Linked DNA regions of Muntiacus reevesi: region 2 is linked to region 1. A link is a contact called in public Hi-C data. All regions are on one chromosome and are shown on one strand. Each heading gives the region's core, a stretch centred on a gene start, on an enhancer-like site or on the middle of the called end of the contact. The rest is flanking DNA. Distances are from core to core; before and after follow the strand shown. Region 1 holds the start of CCDC25 (coiled-coil domain containing 25). Region 2 holds the start of NDUFB6 (NADH:ubiquinone oxidoreductase subunit B6).

Region 1 (4,724 bases), core at 1,906-4,405:
CTGGAAGCGCGGACACCAGGTCGCTAGCTCTGGTCTCCAGCCTAGAATGCACCAAACACCGAGCAAAAGTTCTGTTTTTTTGACATTCACCCCCACGTTCCACAGAACCTCCTGGTCTCCTGGTTCTTCCAGATCTCGCCTCGGCCCCAGGCAGCACTTACCTGCTGGCACCTCAGACAAACGACCTCTCCTCAGCCGAGCCCGTAGTCCCCCACTGTATTCAAATTCTCGCGCGCCAGTCCAGGCGGAAACCGCTGCGTTTCGATTCGCCGCTTCCCAGCGTGTCCAAGGGCAGACTCGACGATTGGTTGTGCACCAGCGCTTGCCCCGCCTCGCAGGAGGCGGTCTCCAAGAGTCTCCCGCCCTTGCAAGGCTGAAGCCTCTCCCCTCGTGGAAACCACGTCTTCCAGAACCCCTTGCGGCAGCGCCGGGCTCCTTTCTGGAGGCCTTACCTAGGTGCATTCTGGGAGTTGTAGTTTTCCGCAGAACGACGGCGTTCCCTGTTACTCGATATATTGAGGTCACTTGCTGTTAAGATTTTTTTTTTTTATAGCAGCGTAAGAGTCTCAAGTTATTTTTCACATTTGGCGCTATAATGTTGGTGATCTGGTCGCTAAGTCGTATCCGACTCTTACGACTCGATGGACTGTAGCCTGCCAGACTTCTCTGTCCATGGGATTTTTCCAGGCAAGAATACTGGAGTGGGTTACCATTTCCTTCTCCAGGGGATCTTCCCGACCCAGGAATCCAACCCAGGTCTCCTTCATTGCAGGCAGATTCTTTACCGACTGCGGTACGGTTACTCTTTTTTCCTAGAGATGTTAGGTGAAGCAATCTTTTTTTCAAGTTAAATAAAAAATTAAATCACGGCAGTAACATCTACGTTCCAGGCATTCATGCACGTTTTAGTGTTTTATTTCACTCACCACAGTCTACGGGATATGTACCATCATTCCCATTTTATAGAAAATAAAACTGAGGGCCTGAAAACAATTACTTTTCATAGGATAGTGTAGATTCTTGCTTTGGAAAGCCCAAAAGTTCCTAAAGCACTTGTTTGTTATTCAGTTCAGTTCAGTAGCTCAGTCGTGTCTGACTCTTTGTGACCTCATGAATCGCAGCATACCAGGCCTCCATGTCCATCACCAACTCCCGGAGTTTACTCAAACTCATGGCCATGAAGCTGGTGATGCCATCTAGCCATCTCAGCCTCTGTCGTCCCCTTCTCCTCCTGCCCCCAATCCCTCCCAGCATCAGGGTCTTTTCCAACTAGTCAACTCTTTGCATGAGGTGGCCAAAGTATTGGAGTTTCAGCTTCAGCATCAGTCCTTCCAATGAACACCCAGGACTTATCTCCTTCAGGATGGACTGGTTGGATCTCCTTGCAGTTCAAGGGACTCTTAAGAGTCTTCTCCAACACCACAGTTCAAAACCATCAATTTTTCAGCACTCAGCTTTCTTCACAGTCCAACTCACATCCATACATGACCACTGGAAAAACAATAGCCTTGACTAAACGGACCTTTGTTGGCAAAGTAATGTCTCTGCTTTTTAATATGCTATCTAGGTTGGTCATCACTTTCCTTCCAAGGAGTAAGTGTCTTTTAATTTCATGGCTGCAGTCACCATCTGCAGTGATTTTGGAGCCCCCCAAAATAAAGTCTGACACTATTTCCACTGTCTCCCCATCTATTTCCCATGAGGTGATGGGACCAGATGCCATGACCTTAGTTTTCTGAATGTTAAGGTTTAAGCTAACTTTTCCACTCTCCTCTTTCACTTTCATCAAGAGGCTTTTCAGTTCCTCTTCACTTTCTGCCATAAGGGTGATGTCATCTGCATATCTGAGGTTATTGATATTTCTCCCGGCAATCTTGATTCCAGCTTGTGCTTCTTCCAGCCCAGCGTTTCTCATGATGTACTCTGCATATAAGTTAAATAAGCATGGTGACAATATATAGCCTTGACGTACTCCTTTTCCTATTTGGAACCAGTCTGTTGCTCCATGTCCAGTTCTAACTGTTGCTTCCTGACCTGCATATAGGTTTCTCAAGAAGCAGGTCAGGTAGTCTGGTATTCCCATCTCTTTCAGAATTTTCCACAGTTTATTGTGATCAACACAGTCGAAGGCTTTAGTGTAGTCAATAAAGCAGAAATAGATGTTTTTCTGGAACTCTCTTGCTTTTTCGATGATCCAGCAGATATTGGCAATTTGACCTCTGGTTCCTCTGCCTTTTCTAAAACCAGCTTGAACATCTGGAAGTTCTTGGTTCATGTATTGCTGAAGCCTGGCTTGGAGAATTTTGTTATTAGCTACTGTTCTTTGTATACCAGCTCCTAGTATACTCCCTGGCACATTTCTTAGTTCTAAAAAAATTTAGTTAAGTGATGCACTTAACTTCACATAATAAGATAATATAAATAATCAGGTTAAAGCGAAGTGCTGTTGCGAACTGAGTCAGATCATTCCCACTTTACAGCCGGAAGATCTGAGGTTCCCTCAGTCTAGTAGGTAACAGATGGCAGATCTTGGATTTAAAGGTAGAACAGTACAAGTCCAAACGCAGAGAGGCATATTGCCTCCGGTGAAACTCACTTATTCTAGCGTGTTCACCACGTCCTAAACCTTTCACACCTATTAACTTACTAAACCCTGGCAAAATAACCTGTAATTAACCGCTCCATTCATCCTCATTTTGCAGCTAAGTGCAGCAACCTAAAATGCCCAACAAGTGATGGAGCTAGAATGAGAATAGTGGAGGAATTTGGGTTCATTCAAAATTTAATGAGCTTCTATACTAAGTTCCAAGTACCGTGATTAGTTCAGTGAAAGCGCAGCCGTGAAGAAGGCAGGTTTCTACTTTTGAGGAGCCCAGATGCGGGTGAAAAGGGGCAAAGGCAACCAACTTGATGGCCCACAGGGTGTAGGTACTAAAAATAAAGCCAGGCAATGGCATTTTTCTCTTTAGTTTCCCCGCTTCGTTTTCCACCCACCAATCCTCCTTCCTCCATCCTCTTTCCTTTGACCCCCAAGTAAGTAGAGTTTTGAGCGCGCAGACACCTCCTCCACGGCCGAATTGAAGATGGCGCCGGCGACCGGCGTTATGACGCGACCCGACGTCAGCCGGAAGTGCGTGGAGCAGTTCCGGGAAACGCGGCCTCCGCGCTTCCGGCATCCTGAGCTTCCAGGTTTGAATCCTGCTGCTGGGCGCTCTAATTGTCCCACCGCCGCTGGGATCATGGTGTTCTACTTCACCAGTAGTAGCGGTGAGTGGTCGCCGAAACCTTCCGGGTCCCTACCTCGACTGTGGGGCTCCGAAGCCGAGACCTCGAGGCCACCGCTAGCCTGGCCCTTAAGTGCCTTCTCGGCAGTGGGTGCTTCTTCGCTCGTCCTGATGGTCTCTCCACCGTGTCCGTCCCAGTCCTCCCAGTGTGCCTCCTCGTCAGTGCCTGGTTGGCGGGGAGGGAGCGTAGAGGGACCATCCCCTGTGCTCTCTTTGCCTCCGGGCGATCTTCTTTTCCCTCAATCAGAAAGACCTGTCGCTACCTGGCATTAGGCAGTTTGTGGACTTATTCACTACCATCGTGAAGTCTTCTCTTCCCCACCCACCCCCGTAACATTTAATCTTGCTGCTCTCTGGTAAGAAGGGAGACACCTCAACAACTCTACCTTACAGAAAGTGCGCTTTACCCTTCCCGGAAAGGGTTATTGGGTTTGGATGCTACCGAAAGACTCTGGAGTGGCGAGACAGCCACTCATTGGGCAGAGTTAATGTCCCAGATTTTGAAAAGTGACACGATAGTTTCTGATTTGTCTTTGGCAGGCAAGAAAAGGGTGTGTTTAGTTCCCAGAAACTGCAGTGTCTTCGTTTCTCTGCCAATATTTTTCTCTTTGCCTTAAATCAATCCCCCAGTTAGCTGCTTCTCCCCAGAGACAGCTCTCGCCTATCTTTTCCAAATGCCTTTCTTTCCTTGTTCCCACCCCAGGATTGCTTAGGTATATCTCTTGGAGGAATCCCCTTAACACAATGCATACTTTCAGCATTGCACTTATCATATGATGTTAAGCTTTTGTCTACATGAGATAGAGTGTAAGCCCGTTGAGGGCAGGTACAGGACCTCCTTGTTCCACTAGCATAATGCCTGGCTCTTAATAGTAACTCAATAAATACTGAATAAATGAATGCTATTTTTTTGACTAATAGCAAGACTCTATTCTATTGCTACTCTCTGCCTCCTTGGTAAAGGTGAGATTTAAGTGAAACTAACAACATGGTGGTTATGTGGTTTGAACAGGGTGGTACTTGCTCTTTAGATTTGAGAAAGTTGAAGCCCAGGAAAGTTGTAACTCACAGAGCCCCTCCTCTGCTACTCCATCACATTGTCACATCTCATTTTTCTCAATAGTTTAGGCTTCCACAGTGTGCTATAAGCTATTTCTCTGTTTCTGTGTGCTTGGTTTTTTCTTATCCATATTATTAAAATTGCTAGAAACAAAATTCAAACTAGCTTGAAAATCATTATAAGCTCCTAATTGCATTTTTATCTGCTGTCTGTCCTGTTCTGCCCCTCTGTCATAATGTAACCTAAGCATCTTTTTGTAGCTTCTCCACTCACGGGAGTCCTTGACAACATAGTTATCCATACAAGTCCAACAATGGAATGACAAATATAGGCAAGGCATGTTTTGTCTTCCTTTAGTTGCTAACTCATGTCTGACTCTT
Region 2 (5,205 bases), core at 22-2,521, 420 kb after region 1:
CTATCATTTATTAAGCCAGGCATTAGAGAAATTTACAATGGCACTCTTCTAAGTAGTTTTTCTTAACAGATATTTTGTTATTTTTACATGTTTTAATTTCTAATGCACTAAACATCAATAGATATAACCCACATCAACAAACTCTTTGGGGCCCCCTCACAATTTTAAGAATTTAAAGAGATTTATGGAACAAAATGTTTTGAGATCAACTACTCTAAGGAGCCTTGGTTCCTTTTAATGGAAGACAGTATTTAGAGATCACAATCTAGGAGCTAGAGATATTCATGGTTACTGCGTTGGCCATAGTCTCTAGGCTGTTTCATAGGCAAATTTATATATATTACTACTGTCCTCCCTTTTTTGGATAAAAGGTACTATGTACACTTCTCTCAATGTAGTTTTTCTTCACTGAACAATATATGTTTTCAAGCACTTCACTTCATTGCGTTATTTTACAATTTATTCAACTAGCCATTTGTTGAGGATTTCCATATTTTATTATATATGGTGCTGCAGTGAACAATCTTGCACGTACTTTCACTACTATATCTTTAGGATAGAATTCTAGAAATGAGAATACCGGATCAAAGGGTGAATGTGTACAACTCTGCTATATATTGAGATTCTTTTTACTTCTACAGTACAGATGAAGGGCTTCCCGCAGGAGCTGAGCGGTAAAGAACCCGCCTGCAATGCGGACCCCTGGGTCAGGAAGATTCCCCATGAGAAGGGTATGGCAACTCACTCCAGTATTCTTGCCTGGGAAATCCCACGGACAGAGGAGCCTGGCCGCCTACAGTCCAAGGGGTCGCAAAAGAGTCAGGCACGATTTGGCAACTAAACAGTAACAGGAACAGATGAAGGGACAGACTGAGACAGCTGCTCGGGGTCACTTTTCCAGTCACTGACAGAAGACAACGTGTCTCCACAGGCTCTGTAGGTCACGGGAAGAGGAATTCTAAGGTGGGAGAGCAACTAGAGAGTTTTACACTTGGACGTCACATTCACTGAGTCACATATTCTCATTTTTTCAATATCCAGCACGCCACTTCTTCTTCATCATAACCTCTAGTTCTCCGGCCTCCCATAGTCTTCAGGGAACTAAGCGCCCGCCGCCCCGCCCAGCTGGGCCCCGCCCCCGTCGCTTCTGGGCCCCGCCCCCGCCGCTTCTGGTAATTTGGAACAGTAAAGTCGGCGAGGTGCGCAAGGCTTTGCGCATGCCCAGCCACTATGCACAGGTTGGAGTCGCTCGGGGGCAGGAACAGAGTGACGTTATAACGGCGCGCCGCTCCCAGGCGTCCTCGCAAGGTCGCTTTGCAGAGCGGGAGCGCGCGTAAGTGACAAGACCTTGGTTCGGGTGCGCGCCGAGTCCTGCTGCCTTGGTATCCGCAGCGACATGTCGGGGTATACGCCCGACGAGAAACTGCGGCTGCAGCAGCTGCGAGAGCTGAGAAGGCGATGGCTGAAAGATCAGGAGCTGAGCCCCCGGGAACCGGTGCTGCCTCCGCAGAGGGTGTCGCCTGTGGAGCGATTCTGGAATAAATTTTTGCAAGACGGAGCTCTCTGGAAGAACGTGGTGAGTGACCGCCCTCCCCAACCCCACCCCTACTGGCTACTGAGACAACCTGCTCGGTATAGCGGCAGTAAGGACCGACTCGCTCTGCGCCCGGAAGTTCCCCAAGGGAGAGTCAGGTTCAGTCGAGACTTAGGCTTGTCTGGGACTCCGTCTGGTCCCAAGGGTCATGCGGTGGATGTCAGGAGTTCGGAGTTGTATGGCTTTGGGATTGTCCTGCCCTTTGGCTCTCAGGTGTGATGAGAAGGAGGCGAATCTTTGCCTAGATTATACAGGACGCTACAGGTTGGGCTTTTTTTTGACTGCGGAAATCTTTCCTCAGAAGGATGGCCAAGGATTCACTAGAGTTAAAATCCAATGATTTTAGTATCCAAGGACACTTGTGTGATTTTTGAGGTTGAGATTACACAGACCAACTAACACTACATTTGACCCAAAAGCAGGATAAGCCTCTAGCTGGTAATGTAGCTTCATGTTAATTACTGTAAGAGGTCCTATTGATATGCTGTTGATAGCTGTGAAAAGAAGAGAAGTGAAAAGCAAAGGAGAAAAGGAAAGATATACCCATTTGAATGCAGAGTTCCAAAGAATAGCAAGGAGAGATAAGAAAGCCTTCCTCAATGGTCAGTGCAAAGAAATAGAGGGAAAAAATAGAATGGGAAAGACTAGAGATCTCTTCAAGAAAATTAGAGATACCAAGGGAACATTTCATGCAAAGATGGGCTCAATAAAGGACGAAAATACTATGGATCTAACAGAAACAGAAGATATTTAGAAGAGGTGGCAAGAATACACAGAGGAACTGTACAAAAGGGATCTTCACGACCCAGGTGATCAGAATGGTATGATCACTCACCTAGAGCCAGACATCCTGGAATGTGAAGTCACATGGGCCTTAGAAAGCATCACTATGAACAAAGCTAGCGGAGGTGATGGAATTCCAGTTGAGCTATTTCAAGTCCTAAAAGATGATGCTGTGAAAGTGCTGCACTCAGTATGCCAGCAAATTTGGAAAACTCAGCAGTGGCCACAGAACTGGAAAATGTCAGTTTTCTTTCCAGTCCCTAAGAAAGGCAATGCCAAAGAATGCTCAAACTACTGCACAATTGCACTCATTTCACATACTAGTAAAGTAATGCTCAAAATTCTCCAAGCCAGGCTTCAACAGTACATGAACTGTGACCTTTCAGATGTTCAAACTGGTTTTAGAAAAGGCAGAGGAACCAGAGATCAAATTGCCAATATCCACTGGATCATCGAAAAAGTTCAAGTGAGTTCCAGAAAAACATCTGCTTTCTTGACTATGCCAAAGTCTTTGACTGTGAGGATCACAATAAACTGTGTAAAATTCTGAAAGAGATGGGAATACCAGACCACCTGACCTGCCTCTTGAGAAATCTGTATGCAGGTCAGGAAGCAACAGTTAGAACTGGACATAGAACAACAGACTGGTTCCAAATAGGAAAAGGAGTACATCAAGGCTGTATATTGTCACCCTACTTATTTAACTTCTATGCAGAGTACATCATGAGAAACACTGGACTGGATGAAGCACAAGCTGGAATCAAGATTGCTGGGAGAAATATCAATAACCTCAGATATGCAGATGACACCACCCTTATGACAGAAAGTGAAGAGGAACTAAAGAGCCTCTTGATGAAAGTGAAAGACAAGAGTGAAAAAGTTGGCTTAAAGCTCAACATTCATAAAACTAAGATCCTGTCATCCGGTCCCATCACTTCGTGGCAAATAGATGGGGAGACAGTGGAAACAGTGGCAGACTGTATTTTTTGGGCTCGAAAATCACTGCAGATGGTGACTGCAGCCATGAAATTAAAAGACGCTTACTCCTTGCAGGAAAGTTATGACCAACCTAGACAGCATATTAAAAAGCAGACATTACTTTGCCAACAAAGGCCCATCTAGTCAAGGCTATGGTTTTTCTGGTAGTGATATATGGATGTGAGAGTTGGACTATAAAGAAAGCTGAGTGCCGAAGAATTGATGCTTTTGAACTGTGGTGTTGGAGAAGACTCTTGAGAGTCCCTTGGACTGCATGGAGATCCAACCAGTTCATCCTAAAAGAGATCAGTCCTGAGTGTTTATTGGAAGGACTGATGCTGAAGCTGAAACTCCAATACTTTGGCCACCTGATGCAAAGAGCTGACTCATTTGAAAAGACCCTGATGCTGGGAAAGACTGAAGGCAGGAGGAGAAGGGAACAACAGAGGATGAGGTGGTTGGATGGCATCACCGACTCAATGAACATGAGTTTGAGTAAATTCAGGGAGTTGGTGATGGACAGGGAGGCCTGGTGTGCTGCAGTCCATGGGGTTTCAAAGAGTCGGACACAACTGAGCTACTGAACTTCCTTAGCCACCACTATGTACATTTAGCACATTCTTTTGTTGAAGAATGTCATTCCTGAACTTTACTCTGCAGAAAATCATTCAAGTGCTATCTTTATTTTCAGTGTCTCTTCACATTTTCTTGAAGCCGTTGTTAAATCACATCCGTTATGGGTGGTGAATACTGTATCTCAGAATTCCTTGGAACTTTGGCTAATAATAGTGGTAATAAGTAATACGTGGGTGCTTACTTTGTGCCTGGTGCTTTCATGTGTGTTAAAAGTTTAATTTTTTACTATTGTAATGTAGAAACTGTTTCTCATCCTCATTGTAAGTATGTGGAAACAGAGACCTACACAAATTCAGTGATTTACTGATGGTCACAGGGCTAGTAATGAAGGAGTTCACTTTGAAATCCATGTGTATCTACTTTCTTACTGTGCTGCAAAGTCTGGTGCAAATTTTTCAAAGAGTGTCTTCAATACTAATTTATGGTGGTAAAATTCAACTCTCCTCCCCTCTCCCACTTTGTATCTCTGATATCACTCACTGGCAGCCACTGAAAGTTGACAGCTAGTGATTTATGGAAATAATCGTTTGTTGAAATCTGTCTTACCTTACTTAGAGTTAACGTTTTCTTCCATAATCATATCTGTTATAGTACTTTTAATCTAGATTATCCGTTCCCTGAAAGAATAGGTCTCTTTCATTGAAATTGGCTGCCATGGAAAAACTCCATTTTTAGCTGTCTTTTGCCTTTCTTTTTAAAAACAGCCGTGTGTAAAGGCACCTCAAAGTGAGCTTGGGACACCCTTATCCCAGTAGGTTAAAACATGCTTTTTCCAGCATTAGTGTACTCAAGGTTGTCCACCCTAAACCTGGAATGGTACAAATGGTGTTGATTGTGCGTATCTGAAGTTGATAAATCAGGGAAATGACTTTACCTGAAAATTCTGTAGTTTTGATTACTCTGGTTAAATCAATTAAACTTATCCTTTCATTTTTTAATTCCATATTTTATCATAAACTTATATTAAGGATATTTTTAGAAGTCTTTTTAAAGGCATATATCTATGCATATATTACTGTAGTTTGGCAAAAAAAAAGTGAGAAATCTATTTATTTCATGTATTTTTTTTCTCCCCCAGATCTATAAGACATACCGACACAGTATCTTTGCTTTTACTCATGTACTTATTCCTGTCTGGATTATTCATTATTATCTCAAGTATCATGTGACTGTAAGTATGCTTTAAGTATGTGTTTTTCTGAATTTATTTATTT

Evidence for each region. Hi-C and Micro-C count contacts between places; a contact is called where the count stands out from the background.
Region 2: a Hi-C map of muscle shows a contact between it and region 1, with 8 times the contacts expected there. The contact joins the promoter of NDUFB6 here to the promoter of CCDC25 in region 1. A contact is called at or near these places in 2 of 3 Hi-C or Micro-C datasets (blood and muscle).

Annotation. Positions count from the first base shown.
Region 1 is chr17:10,395,629-10,400,352 of mMunRee1.1, forward strand. It overlaps CCDC25 (coiled-coil domain containing 25), which reads left to right and starts at 3,156. Exons shown (of 9, transcript XM_065907885.1): 1 at 3,156-3,267. The coding sequence starts at 3,240. It overlaps ESCO2 (establishment of sister chromatid cohesion N-acetyltransferase 2), which reads right to left and starts at 248. Exons shown (of 11, transcript XM_065907989.1): 1 at 162-248.
Region 2 is chr17:10,815,499-10,820,703 of mMunRee1.1, forward strand. It overlaps NDUFB6 (NADH:ubiquinone oxidoreductase subunit B6), which reads left to right and starts at 1,272. Exons shown (of 4, transcript XM_065908434.1): 1 at 1,272-1,576; 2 at 5,070-5,162. The coding sequence starts at 1,397.